Linked DNA regions of Sus scrofa: all the other regions are linked to region 2. A link is a contact called in public Hi-C and HiChIP or PLAC-seq data. All regions are on one chromosome and are shown on one strand. The core of a region is the stretch at or near the end of the contact, and the rest is flanking DNA. Distances in the headings are between cores, read along the strand shown. Region 1 holds the start of SLC5A5 (solute carrier family 5 member 5). Region 2 holds the start of MAST3 (microtubule-associated serine/threonine-protein kinase 3). Region 3 holds the start of LSM4 (U6 snRNA-associated Sm-like protein LSm4).

Region 1 (4,521 bases), core at 1,501-4,000, 190 kb after region 2:
GTTGTTTTTACCCATCCAGTCCCCTGTCTTTGCCTTCCCTTGGCAGCTCCTAGATTTTCCTTTGGAGGAGCCCCTTCCCCCCTCCCAAGACACGCAGGTGAGGCTAACCCTGCTTCCAGCTCCAAGAACAGCCAATGAGACCATCCCAGCTCCCCAAACTTCTTTGAATGGCTCATCCTTCACAGAATACCAGAACCAGCCAAAGAGAGTCCTCCTGGGACTTTAGCCAGATCATCCTGAAACAGCAACTCTCTTTCTGCTGGAAAGAAGCCCAAAGGGGTAGAAGCCTGGAGATAACGAGGCTCCTAGAGATGGGAGAGGGACCCAGAAGATGCTGTTGTAGTTCCTGGATCCAGCCATGTCTGAAGCTTGCTTATGCCTGGACTCTCAGCAATAAGCCCTTCAAATCATTTCTCATAATAAAGATGAGGAAACAGCCTCCGCCGGGACACAAGCTTCCTCTGGAGGAAGGGAAGGGAAGGAGTGATGGGCCTGCACAGGGTCTTCCCCACTCAGTGGGCATGGACAGCCCCTGCACCCCCACCCCCACCAGGGCTCCACCCAGGTGGGGTAGTGGTAGGGGACACTCACCACAGTAGTGTAGAAGGTGCAGATGATTCCAGTGGATAGGAGTGAAGCCCAGATATCCAGCCCCGTCACTGCAAGGAGAGTCCCATAAGGCCTCTGTGCAGGGTGTACACCTGGCCTCCACTGTCCTGGGCCCTCCTCTCTCCAGGAGGATTCTTCCCTCCGAAGTCTCTCCTAGGGCCTCCCCTCTCTCCTTCCCTGGTTCAGCCTCTAAGTCGTTGCCTCCTCCCTCTCACCCCCCTCCCCCCAGTCAAACCTTGGTTCAGGATGAGCGCGGGGGCGTAGATTACGACGCCAGTGTACAGCATCTGCACGTGGAGGGCAGGGGCCTGTGAGCCAGGCGGGGAGTGAGGGGTTGGGTGTGGGGGCGCCTGGGTAAAAAGGGCTTTAGGAGATACGGGTGGAGGGTAGTTGGGGTGTGTGACTGGGAACCGATGGGCGCGACCGCGTAGGGTCGGGGCAGGGTCAGGTGGGGCGTGTGAGAGAAGCCGGCGGGCCAAACGGGTAGATGGGTCTTCCAGGGGCGGGGCCAGAGGACCGGGGGCGGGGACTGGGCTGGGCCTTGCAGGATAGGGGCGGGCCCCACCAGGCGAGGTTGTAAGGGCTGTGGGCGGACCCGACCCAGACTGCACAAAGTTGGACCCTGGCGGGGGAGAGGGCGGGACCGAGGCCACTCACTGTAGCCACCAGGTACTGCAGGGTCCCGCAGAGCCGCACAGCGCGGCTGAAGCGCAGCTCCAGGTACTGCAAGAGGGAACCGAGGGCTTGTGGTCACGCGGACAGGTCCTACCCAAGAGGAGCCGGAGGCCTCTGGGGTCCTTCACCCGCCCCCTTGGTTTCTGCGCTGTCCACCCTCTAACCCGCAGGGTTTCCAGCCAAGTGCACACACTCCGACCTATCTGCACACACTTGTACACAAGCGCCATCCCCGCGCCTGTGCCCAGGAGGACTGAGCCATCAAAAGTGCACACATCGGCCCCGCCCACCCCCACTCAAGTCTGGTCGGCCCCCGCCACCGGCTGCTGCGGCTCGGAGTCAACTTTGGCAAGATAACAGTCAGTGCCTGCGGCCAACTGTGATGGGTGGCCTACCGTATACTGGTCAGTATTGTAATCACTTTGCCCACTGCCCTGGAGGGAAGTCCTGAAATCAGGCCACTTAGACTTTTAGGGAACCCGAGCTGGGAGGCAAAGTCTTGCGGGAGGTAGGAGGAAGCGGGGAAGTTGGGGTTGGAACCCGGAGCGGGCCGCCGGGCGAGCAGTCGGGTGTACGCAAGCCCACGCATGTGGAGAGCAGGGGTGCTCCTGTCCACACGTGAGCGCGCCCCTGGCCGGGCTGGCCCCTCCCTGAGCGGGTTTTCACCAAAGAAAACCAGGACGCCACCAGCTCCTCTTCCTCCTTCCGGCCCCTGGCCCCACTGCCTCAGGCTTCTTCCCAGAACCCTCCCTACTGGTCCGCCTGGTGGCTACCCTATGAAGACGCCGAGGAGCCCGCCTGCGGCTCCCTGCACAGCAATTCAAAGCTCAGGGCCTCCCCCTCCGCATCCCTTTATTCCCCACCAGGCAGGTCCTGCCTCAGGGTCTCTGCCCCGTACCTGGTAAGTGCTGGTGAGGCCCAGGCGGTAGAAAACTGGGAGGAAGAGTAGGGCAGTGAGCAGCGAGTTGAGCAGCTGTCCCAGGCACATCCAGAGGAACTTGAGGCCATAGCGGTAGGCCTCCGCTGGCACGCCTAGCACCTGTACCGCCGACATGAAGCTGGCGGACAGCGAGAGGCCGACGGGCACGGCCGTCAGGCGCCGGCCCCCGGTGAAGAAGTCCTCGGCGCTGCGCTGCCCACCCCGCGCCAGCCCAACCCACAGCCCGATGCCAGTGGACACCAGCAGCATGAGGGCGAAGACTCCGTAGTCCCAGGCTCCGAACGTGGCCCGCGCGCCTCCCTCGACGGTCGCCATGAGGGCCGGGTGCGGGGACAAGGCGCGTCCTGAGCCTTTCCAGCCACCTCGAGCTCCCGGGCTGAGGGAAGTTGGCAGCGGCCCAGAAGGCAGGACTGCGAGGAGGTGGGAGGATGCTCGGCCTCCGATGCGACACTGCGCGCCGGTTCCCCTTCGTCCCCTGCGGGCCGAGGTTCCCCGGGCAAGGAATCTGTGGATCCTCGACTGCCTCCCTGACTTTCCTCTCGGTCTTTGGCGTCTGTCTCTGCCGTCTGTCTGTCCGTCCACCTGGCCTCCACTTGGTCCGGCTGCCCCGTGCAGCTGCGTGTCCACTTCCCAGCCCTCTGTCTGTCCTCTCCCTGGGAGCCGCGCTCAGCTCTGACTGCTGGAGGTCTTGGCGGGGCTTAAACGCGCAGCTGGCTGCAGGGCTGCGGATTTATTGGGCTCCGGGTCGACGAAACTCCGCCCCCGCGTGTGGGGGCGGGAAGGACCCGCACCCTTTCCCTTCTGGACTGGGCCAGAGAGGCTGGGACAGGACACTTGGGTGGCTGCTGGGGGTGGGGGTGATGGATGCCCCCCTTGCTTCGCGTGGCCCTTTCCCCTGGCCATAAGCTTTTAAAGTCTCCCTGTGACAAGTGGGGAAACTGAGACTCAGAGTTGGCATGTCACTTACCCAGCACTACACAGCATTCAAATCCCCACTGTGCTTTTGTATCTTGACCTACAGGGGAGCTCGCTCACCCACGGGACTGGGGTTTACTTTCAAGGTTGCAGCGTCCCCAAAAGGAAACCTGCACTGCTTCAACCCCTCCCCCGACTGGCACCTTGACCCACTCCCTTTCTAGCAGGAGAACATCACCAAACGCTGTCCTTAGGTTAAGCTTAGTGGGAGGTAGTGGGGTTCTGAGCACATATATATCTGAAGTAGTCTTTGCTTCTTTCTGGGCCTCAATTCCCCATCTGTAAGTGGGGCTAACATATAGCCCTTGCCTCGGAGGAATAAATTCAACCCGCATAACACAGCCTGGCACAGAGTAAGTACCTCATTCATTCATTTCTTCCCTCATTTGTTGGTTCCTTCACCAAATATGCATTGAGAACCTACGCTGTGCCAGGCATTAAGTGTATGATGGAGGTCATGGAGGGGCTGTCACTGGCCATGAACTTGAATATATGGAGAGACATGAAAACCTGGGGAAGTAGTGTCTGGTCGGCCCCTAATGTTACAAATGAAGAGATCTGAGGTACAGGGGAAGGGAAAGTCCTTTGTGTGGGGTCATGCCATCAAGAAATGCAACACTGTCATCTTGGGACCCTTCGCTACTGGACCCTGAGGGACTTGGGCCTCCAGAGGCTCTGAGCTCTGAGTTCGAATCCTATCTCGCCCTGTGAATGCTGGGTTCTCTCCTCTATGAGCCGGGAGGGATCTAAGAATTCCTTGGGTTGAAGTTAGGGCTCCCTAACCGTCCCCAGCCTCTGACGCCCCCTGGTGGCCCCCTCTGGCAGACACGCACCTCCCAAGCTGGGTGCATCCTCCCCCCCAGGCATCCTCAGGAGTCACCGGGGACTGTCTCCTCTCTCCAACTCGTGGCACAGTGCAGGGCCAGCCAGATCCTTCCTGGAGCTGCGATAGCACGCCTCCACATGAGAATCTGCTGCTCACTGGCATGCATCTCCTGCCAGGAGGGTGGGGAGAACTTGGGAGTTTTTCCTCCTTCTAGTTCCCTGCTGCATCCTCCAGGAAAACGTGATGAGAAAGGGGAAATCCGGGTGGATTCCCTCAAAGCTGCGCCAATCAATGCAAATATATGCAAACTGATGTAAGCCAGGTAAAACTGGCCTTGTCTCCCCAGAGGGGTGCTCAGAGGGGTGATTGTCCCCTGCCAGCTCCCTGCTTCTCCTGCAGTGGTAGAAGAAGGGTCCAGGCTGCAGAATGACACCTGGGCTGAATCTCATGCATTAAGCACCTAGTATGTGCAGGGCCCCACTCCAGGTGCCGAGGA
Region 2 (4,117 bases), core at 1,151-3,650:
CAAGCACCAGGCCAGTTAGAATTCCAACCCTTCGACTTTCTGGCTGTCACTTACTGTCTCTCAGCCTCAGTTTCCCCCTTTGAAAAATGAGGCTAATAATCGTATGGGCTATTGGAGAATTAGATGTATATACAGTGCTTAGTATTTGTAGATGCTCCTTAATGTGAGCAGTTATTTGTACTTCTACTGTTATTTTTAAAATATTTTCACTGTGTCTCTTATGTGGTCCTTTACTCTAGGTGCCTCCCTGGTTTATGGCCCCCTTCTCGGCCCCACCTGCTCCAGAGGAGTCTTCCAAAGCCCTCAGATCTGACATGTCCTCCCCTGCTCCAGCACCTTCCATAGCTCCCAATCACCCTGGGACAAAGTCTGACCTCTTCAAAATCAGCGCTGGAAGCCCTGAAAGCAGGAGGTCCCATCTCACACTCCCAGTTCTACTGCTGCTAAGAAATGGCTTCCCCATAAACACATATGGTTGCATACCTCTGGGCACTTGCACATGCTGTTCCTTCTGCCCAGAATGCCCTCATTCATCTGGATGGAGGCCTGCCAGTGTGGAGTTGGTCTGGAGGGAAAGCCAGATCCTGACTGTCACCTATACTCTGTGACAACTGTGTAGACAGTGGCTATGATTCTGAGCCTCAGTTTCCCCTTTTGTAACATGGGACTCATCATTAAGGAATGGGTGCCTCTTCGCCATGGAACGGCCCCCACTTTCTGACGTCAGCTGCACCCCCATTCGCCTACCCGAAGGCAGTTTCTCTATTTTAAGAGGCTGCAGGCGGGGCTCAAGTCTATCTGGGGCTCCAGGCGGGGCCTGTTTCCCCACAACACCCGACTGCTCACCAGTCCTGCTGCACCTCCTCCTCTAGGCTCAGGCCCCCACTGCTGTCTCTGACACCCAGCCCTCCCTTTCTGCGCCGAATGTCCTGGTTGGTGGTGTGTGTGTGTGTGTGTGTGTGTGTGTGTGTGTGTGTGTGTGTGTCTCTTCCTTGGAGCTCTACCTTCATTCTCCCTGACCTTGAACCCAAACACATGCAGCTGCCCTTTACCTCTGGAGAAGTTTGCAGTCCTACAACCCGGGTTCAAAAGCCACCTTTCCCCTCCCGCATCAGCTTCACCCCTGTCCTTACTAGGTTCTAGCTTTTTTCAGCCTCTTTCATTTCCCCAAACACCTATCCCCTGCCCTGCCACCAGTGGCTGCCTCTTCTGTCCCAATGCTACCCAGCAACCCTTGGTTCATGTGCCTTCTCCAGGGGTGCCTGAGTGTGCCCATCACAGCAGATCCTCTACAGTGCCACTGCTGCTCAGGGGACCATCTCCCCCAACAGGCTGGGGGATCCAGGAAGGGAGTTCCAGAGGGTGAACCCCTCCTCCCCTGCCCTGCCTCTCCAGAGTGAGGGGAGGGGGCATACAGCAGGCACTTAATAAATGTTTGTCGGGTAAATGTTGAATCCCGGATGCCCTCTGCTTGCAAATGGTGGCTTCTTAAGTGTCGTCTAAACCTCAGAAGGAAATGGCTAGAATGTCTAACTTCCCATTGCACAGATGGGAAAACTGAGGCCCAGTGAAGTCAAAGAAGTTGCCGCCCGCGGTCACGTGGGTTCGAATATCAGCCTCTGCTAGCCCTAACGCCTATGTTCTTATCTCCTGGTGGCACTGCCTCCCAAACATAAACCCGAGGTTACAGGTCAGAAAAGGCCCTTATAGTGAATGGGGAAACTGAGGTTCAAGGAAGCAAGAGGGCCTCCCGCCAACGCCGCTCCCTTCCCAAGCCACACAGCCACTTGGCAATGGTTTGTGCGCCAGAGAGCTGATTAAGGGCGCTGGACTGAATCCCTGCTGGGCCACCTAAGGTTTGTGACTTTCCTAGACTTGAGCCTGTTTCCTTAACTGACGAATGGGTGTCTGGATAGCCCCAATCTCCCCAGCTTGTGTTAAGGGTTGAGCTGAGGCAGGGTGCGGTGGCGCTGCGAAGGCAGGAGGCAAGTTTTAATAAACATTAATTAGTCTTAATATATCACTAGTAAAATGATTAATACAACAATGAATATATGGTGAGCGCTCAAATGCTGCTGGTGGAGAGAGCGAAACCCTCAGCCCCTTTCTCCAACGGAGCCTCACTTTCTCCGTATGTCAAATAGGCATACCCTCTTCCCATCATACGAAAAGCACTTTGAGATGCGAGCGGGAGCCTCCAGAGCGCTTCCCGCCCTCTGCCTCAGTTGCCCCTGGCCAGCCAAAGCCCCCACCCCGACACGAAGGCTGGGTTCACTCCGCCAGCGCCCTCCTCCCGCCCGCGCTGGTGCCTCACCTGGAGCCCACGGCGTCGCAGGAGACTTGGCTCGTCCATGGCCCGCTAGTCCGCACTGCTGGCCGGCGCCCGGCCCCGCCTCAGCCTGCCAGGCCCCGCCACCCCGCGCCATTGGTCAAGCCGGTCAGCTGACGAGCTGTGACCCCGCCCCTCCTTGAGAGCTTTTCTCGAAAGGTCCGCCCACTTTGGGCGAGCCTGCCCCGCCCTTCCAGGCCCCTCCCCACCCCTCCAGCCCAGAAGTAAACATTTTTCAATGAATCTTCCCAGATTTTAGAAATCTTTTTACCAGGTAAACACCTGATTTAAAAAAAAAAAAACTCTTTTGCCAATGAGGAAACTGAGGTTCAGAGAAGTTAATCCATGTGCCCTGGGCCCGCAACAAGGGTGAAGAGTGTGGGGCACTCACCTCCATGCAATATTTAAGGGCCCGCAAATAAATCGGTAATCAAGATATATAATATTTTGGAGTTCTCTTGTGGCGGAGCGGGTTAAGGATCTGGCGTTGTCACTGCAGCAGCATGGGTCGCTCAAACTTTGGCAACGGTTCTATCCTTGGCCCCAGGAACTTCCACATGCCCCAGGGGCGGCCAAAAAAAAAAAAAAAAAAGATATATAGTATTTTAATACAACATTTTAAAGAATCAAAACTAATGCAAAAATGCATAATGAGCTAAACATCAACATTTTAAGTAAAGACAGGATCAAGAGTTCCGCTGTGGCGCGACCGGATTAGCTGTGGTGCAACCAGATCAGGAATGTCTCTGTAATGCCAGGACACGTGTTCAATCCCCGCCCTGCACAGTGGGTTATAGGATCCTTGCCTAATCTGGGTAGGTCGCTATTGCAGCTGGGATCTGATCCCTGTCCTGGGGAAGTCCATAAGCCCGACGGCCAAATAAACAAGTTAATTAAATGAGAGGATCAGACTCTGCCCTTGCATGTCTTTGCCTCCCTTGTCTCATCCCTATCCTGGTCCTTGTTCCAATAAATCTTTATTAACAAGAATAGATTGCCACTGTAGTTGTTAGGTTTTTTTTGTTTGTTTGTTTGTTTGTTTGTTTGTTTGTTTGTTTGTTTTGAGGATAACTGCTTTTGCTGAGTGCCAGCTGAGCACCCAGCCAAGTGCCTCATGAAGACCTCTCACAGGTATTTGACCATCATTGTTCAGTCTGACTTGGCAGAAGGGAAAGGGAGGCTGGGAAAAGTCCAAAGTCCCAGGATGGCACTCACATTCTCTCTTTCACTAGGGCCCCACTGTCTCTGCAGCTGCAATTTTCCTCCTTTACCGCCCTGTTCTGACCAGACATTAGAGAATGTTCTTACATTGGAGGGAACCCTAGGTAGGGTCTCTGGCTAATGACCTGTGAGGTACTGTAGGATCCCACCAAGTTATAGTGGCCAGATTGAGGACATCAAAATCAAGACTTCAAGACAAAACTTGTTTATCTCATCCATGAAATTGACTTGTAATTCACCTACCATAAAATTCACCATTTTAGGGAGTTTCGGGAGGCGCAGTGGAAACAAAACCGACTAGGAACCATGAGGTTGTAGGTTCGATCCCTGGCCTTGGTCAGTGGATTAAGGATCTGGTGTTGCTCTGGCTGTGGTGTAGGCCGGCAGCTACAGCTCTGGTTAGACCCCTAGCCTGGGAACCTCCTTATGCCATGGTTGTGGCCCTAAGAGACCAAAAAAAAAAAATCACCTTTTTAAAGTACACAGTTCTGTGGTTTTTAATGTTCACAGCCCTCTTGTGCAATCATCTAAATTTAGAACACTTTCATCAGCCCCTAAAGAAAACCT
Region 3 (4,393 bases), core at 1,646-4,145, 200 kb before region 2:
GAGGGCAGATCCCATTTTAAGACATGAAGGACAGGGGAGTTCCCGTCGTGGCTCAGTGGTTAACGAATCCGACTAGGAACTATGAGGTTGAGGGTTTGATCCCTGGCCTTGCTCAGTGGGTTAAGGATCTGGCGTTGCCATGAGCTGTGGTGGGGGTCGCAGACGCAGCTTGGATCCTGAGTTGCTGTGGCTGTGGTGTAGGCCGGCAGCTACAGCTCCGATTCAACCCCTAGCCTGTGAACCTCCATATGCGTGGGTGTGGCCCTAGAAAAAGGCAAAAAAGACAAAAAAAAAAAAAGACATGAAGGACAACTGTTGGTTCAGGGCTATCAGGTGCTTCACACTTTATATGGGTTTCACATTTGATCACTCCACACAGTAACCTCGATTGGCAGAGATGATTACAGACAGTCCTCAATTTAAGATGGTTTGACATTAGCGTTTTCGACTTCACAATGTGTGAAAGCATTCAGTAGAAATTGAACTTTGAATTTTTTTTTTTTTTTTTTTTTTTTGGCTTTTTAGGGCTGCAGTTGCGGCGTATAGAGGTTCCCAGGCCAGGGGTCTAATCGGAGCTGCAGCCGCCGGCCTACGCCAGAGCCACAGCAATGCGGGATCCGAGCCGCGTATGCAACCTACACCACAGCTCACGGCAACGCCGGATCCTTAACTCACTGAGGAAGGCCAGGGATCGAACCCTCAACCTCATGGTTCCTAGTTGGACTCGTTAACCACTGCGCCATGACGGGAACTCCCTGAACTTTTAATTTTGATCCCTTCCCAAGCTAGTGATATGTAGTAAGGTACTTTCTCATAATGCTCAGCAGTAGCAGCGAGCCTCAGCTCCCAGTCAGTCATATGCTCACAATGGTAAAGAAGGGATACACTTATAACTGTTCTTTTACTTTCAGTACGGTATTCAATAAATCACATAAGCTATTCAACACTTTATTATAAAATAGTTTTGGAGTTCCTGTCGTGGCTCAGTGGTTAACAAATCTGTCTAGGAACCATGAGGTTGTGGGTTCGATCCCTGCCCTCGTTCAGTGGTTTAAGGATCTGGCGTTGCTGTGAGCTGTGGTGTAGGTTGCAGACGCGGCTTGGATCCTGTGTTGCTGTGGCTCTGGCGTAGGCCCGTGGCTGCAGCTCCAATTCGACCCCTAGCCTGGGAACCTCCATATGCCGCGGGAGCAGCTCAAGAAAAGGCAAAAAGACAAAAAATAAAATAAATAAATAAATAAAATAGTTTCATGTTTGATCTTGCTCAACTGCAGGCTAATGTTCCAACAGAACATCGATAACAGAGATCAGTTCTAACCCCCATATCTGTGAATATGGCCTTATTGGAAATAAAGTCTTTGTCGATATAATTAAGGATCTCAAGATGAAATTTAACCTGAGTTTAGGAAGGGCCTAATACGAGAAAGGAATGCCTTCATAAAAAAAGAGGAAGAGGAGTTCCCGTCGTGGCGCAGTGGTTAACGAATCCGACTAGCAACCATGAGGTTGCGGGTTCAGTCCCTGCTCCTGCTCAGTGGGTTGACGATCCGGCGTTGCCGTGAGCTGTGGTGTAGGTTGCAGACGCGGCTCGGATCCCGCGTTGCTGTGGCTCTGGCGTAGGCTGGTGGCTACAGCTCCGATTCAACCCCTAGCCTGGGAAACTCCATATGCCGCGGGAGCGGCCCAAGAAATAGCAAAAAGACAAAAAAAAAAAAAAAAAAAAAAGAGGAAGAGTTGAGACACAGAGACACACAAAGAAAAGCACCATGTGATGACAGAGGAATCTGTGCCAAGAACTACAAGGATTGCTGGCAGAGAAGCATGGGATGAATTGCCCCTCAGATCCTTCAGAAAGAACCAACTCTGCTAAAACTTTGATTTCAGTCTTTCGGATTAAGTTTTACTGTTTAAAACCACCCAGTTTGGAGTTCCTGTTGTTGCTCAGCAGTAAGGAACCGGACTAGGTATCCATGAGGACTCAGGTTCAATCCCTGGCCTCAATCAGTGGGTTAAGGAAGCTGCGGTGTAGGCCACAAATGCTGCTCAGATCCTGCATTGCCATGGCTATGGTGTAGGCAACTGTAGCTCCATCCAATTCGACCCCTAGCTTGGGAACGTTCATATGCCATGGGTGAGGACCTAAAAAGCAAAAAATATTCAAATAAAAATAAAAAAATAAAACCACCCAGTTTGATCATTTGTTATGGCAGCCCAAGGAAACTAATACATTTGTCTATTTTGTTTACAGTCTGCCTCCCCAGTGGGCTCCTAAACCTCAGGAGGGCCAGGAGTTTTGTTTGGTTTATTCTCTTCTGTGTTTCCAGGAGGAGGCCCGTAGTAGATGCTCAATAAATATTTATTGCATGTCCGTGTATCAAGTGCTCAGTACGTGCCGGGCACTCTTCTTTTACAAGGCATAAATCACTTGGCACTCATTGCAACCTTCTAAAGCAGACACTATTATTAAGCCCATTTCAAAGGGAAGCAAACTGAGGTTCACACCGGTACGTCTAGCCTATCAAAAGAAGTGCCCTGGACAACGGTCAACTACAATAAAGAGAATCAGAAGAGTAGGAGCTCGAAGGGACACATGGCAATAACCATAGAGCTGCCATTCCTCCATTTGGAAATTGGAGGCACTACCCCGTTTTGCCCACAGCGTGGAGCCCGGAAAAATCACTGAAGATTGCACCTGCGCAGGCGCCCTTACCCACAAGGCCTCCTGCGCCGGCGCACATTGCTCCGCCCCCTTTTGCAGCACTCATAGCGGCACTTTACGACTCTCTCTCTCATTTCTCCGGTAGGAACGCGGCCCGCCCCGCCCCTCGTGTTTAATAGGCCCCGCCTTACTCCGCGTGGATTGGTTGGCCTTCCCATGAGCCTCGTGCTGACTGGCTCGCGTTGCTGCCACTCCATTTCAGCCTAGTGGCGCGCAGAGCTGCAGCTACCGGCGGGAACGTGAGCGGCGGCGGCGGCGGAAGTAGCCCACGAGCCTAGTCCCCGCCGACACCATGGTGAGGGCGGTGCGACGGGGGAGCCGGCCGCCAAGGGCCCTCGGGGCGGTTGTTGGTTCAGGGGCGTTGTGGAGCCAGCCTGTAATCTGGGCCTTGAGTCCTGCCCCTTCGCCCAAGGTGGGGAGGACAGGCCGGAGAGTGGAAGAGCTTCTCCCAGGACACCAAGCACGTCGGTCTCGGGGGAGCTTGGGATTGGATAGAAATGAAATCACAGTATGGCAGTCTGGCAGCAGTCTTCCCATTTTGCAGATGGGGAAACTGAGGCCAGAGAGGAAGGGGACCTGCTGAAGGGCCCGGTGAATGCAGCAGAGTGAGTTTTCGGACGGGGAAATGGCTCCCAGTGCATCCGACCCGATCTGACCTCCTAGACAGTAAAGCTAGAGCACCAGGCAGTAGGGGGCCGGCCTTCTTTCTCAAATTCAGCCAATCTGGGGAATTTCGGGGGTTGTACTGCCCTTGGAATGCTAGCTGCGCAACCTCTTATGCCTCTCCTTTTCAGACTAAAAAGCAGACCCAAAGCAAGGTTAACTTCTTCCGGGGTCACACAGCATATGGTTCCAGGGGAAGGGGGGGCGTTTTCAGCCATGGATGGGCTAACCGTATCCCAGTTTAGAAAACAAAAAAATCGAGGCCCTGGCAGGAAGTCTCCCCAGGGCCATGCCATCTCACAAGTTGTGGAAATTGGAGATCTAAACCAGCGTGCCTGTGTCCCCAGTGAGTGACAGACAGGGAAATGGAGGCCCACACAGAGGAATTGAGCTGGGAGAGAACCTGGCCCATCAGCCCTCGAGTCCTCTAAGATGGTCGCTGCACATTTTTCGGAGCTGACCATGAGGGTTCAGTAATTCTTCTGGTCATTGTAGGGATGGAGAGAAGGGAGCAGCTTCGTTCTCTCTGTTCGTCTCTCTGGAGGGTAGAGTTGGTCTGTGGAAGAATCCATTTGTTAAGCTCCATGGAGATAGGATCTCTGTTTTATCCTCATATATTGCCAGAGCCTAGAACAGTGTCTGTGCAAAGTCTGTGTTCAGGAGTGGCTAAGGCATTACACACTGCCTGTTCCTTGTGGTCGGGGTGGGGCGGAAGCCAAGCCAAGGTCTGGGTGAGGGAGTGGGTGATCAGCAGCTTCCTGAGTTGGGAACCTCAGGACACCATTAAATCCAGTTGTGGAAGTTTCCATTGTGGCACAGCAGAAACGAATCCGAGTAATAACCATGAGGTTGGGGGTTTGATCCCAGGTCTTGCTTAGTGGATTAAGGATCCAGTGTTGCTGTGAGCTGTGGTGTAAGCTGCACACGTGGATCAGATCCCATGTGGCTGTGGCGCAGGCTGGTGGCTGTACCTCCAATTCGACCCCTAGCCTGGGAACCTCCATATGCCAT

Evidence for each region. Hi-C and Micro-C count contacts between places; a contact is called where the count stands out from the background. HiChIP or PLAC-seq counts read pairs in DNA pulled down with a chosen protein or histone mark.
Region 1: a contact with region 2 is called in a Hi-C map of epiblast stem cells, with 1.7 times the contacts expected there. The contact joins the promoter of SLC5A5 here to the promoter of MAST3 in region 2. A contact is called at or near these places in 1 of 47 Hi-C or Micro-C datasets (epiblast stem cells) and 1 of 2 datasets of contacts at active chromatin or transcription factors (alveolar macrophages).
Region 3: an H3K27ac HiChIP or PLAC-seq map of alveolar macrophages shows a contact between it and region 2. The contact joins the promoter of LSM4 here to the promoter of MAST3 in region 2. A contact is called at or near these places in 6 of 47 Hi-C or Micro-C datasets (alveolar macrophages, embryonic fibroblasts, heart right ventricle and 2 more) and 1 of 2 datasets of contacts at active chromatin or transcription factors (alveolar macrophages).

What each region holds. Positions count from the first base shown.
Region 1 is chr2:59,882,336-59,886,856 of Sscrofa11.1, forward strand. SLC5A5 (solute carrier family 5 member 5) reads right to left here and starts at 2,751. Exons shown (of 15, transcript NM_214410.1): 1 at 2,183-2,751; 2 at 1,267-1,332; 3 at 845-896; 4 at 592-659. The coding sequence starts at 2,539.
Region 2 is chr2:59,696,968-59,701,084 of Sscrofa11.1, forward strand. MAST3 (microtubule-associated serine/threonine-protein kinase 3) reads right to left here and starts at 2,401. Exons shown (of 28, transcript XM_021083495.1): 1 at 2,315-2,401. The coding sequence starts at 2,353.
Region 3 is chr2:59,496,665-59,501,057 of Sscrofa11.1, forward strand. LSM4 (U6 snRNA-associated Sm-like protein LSm4) reads left to right here and starts at 2,896. Exons shown (of 5, transcript XM_021083528.1): 1 at 2,896-3,014. The coding sequence starts at 3,012.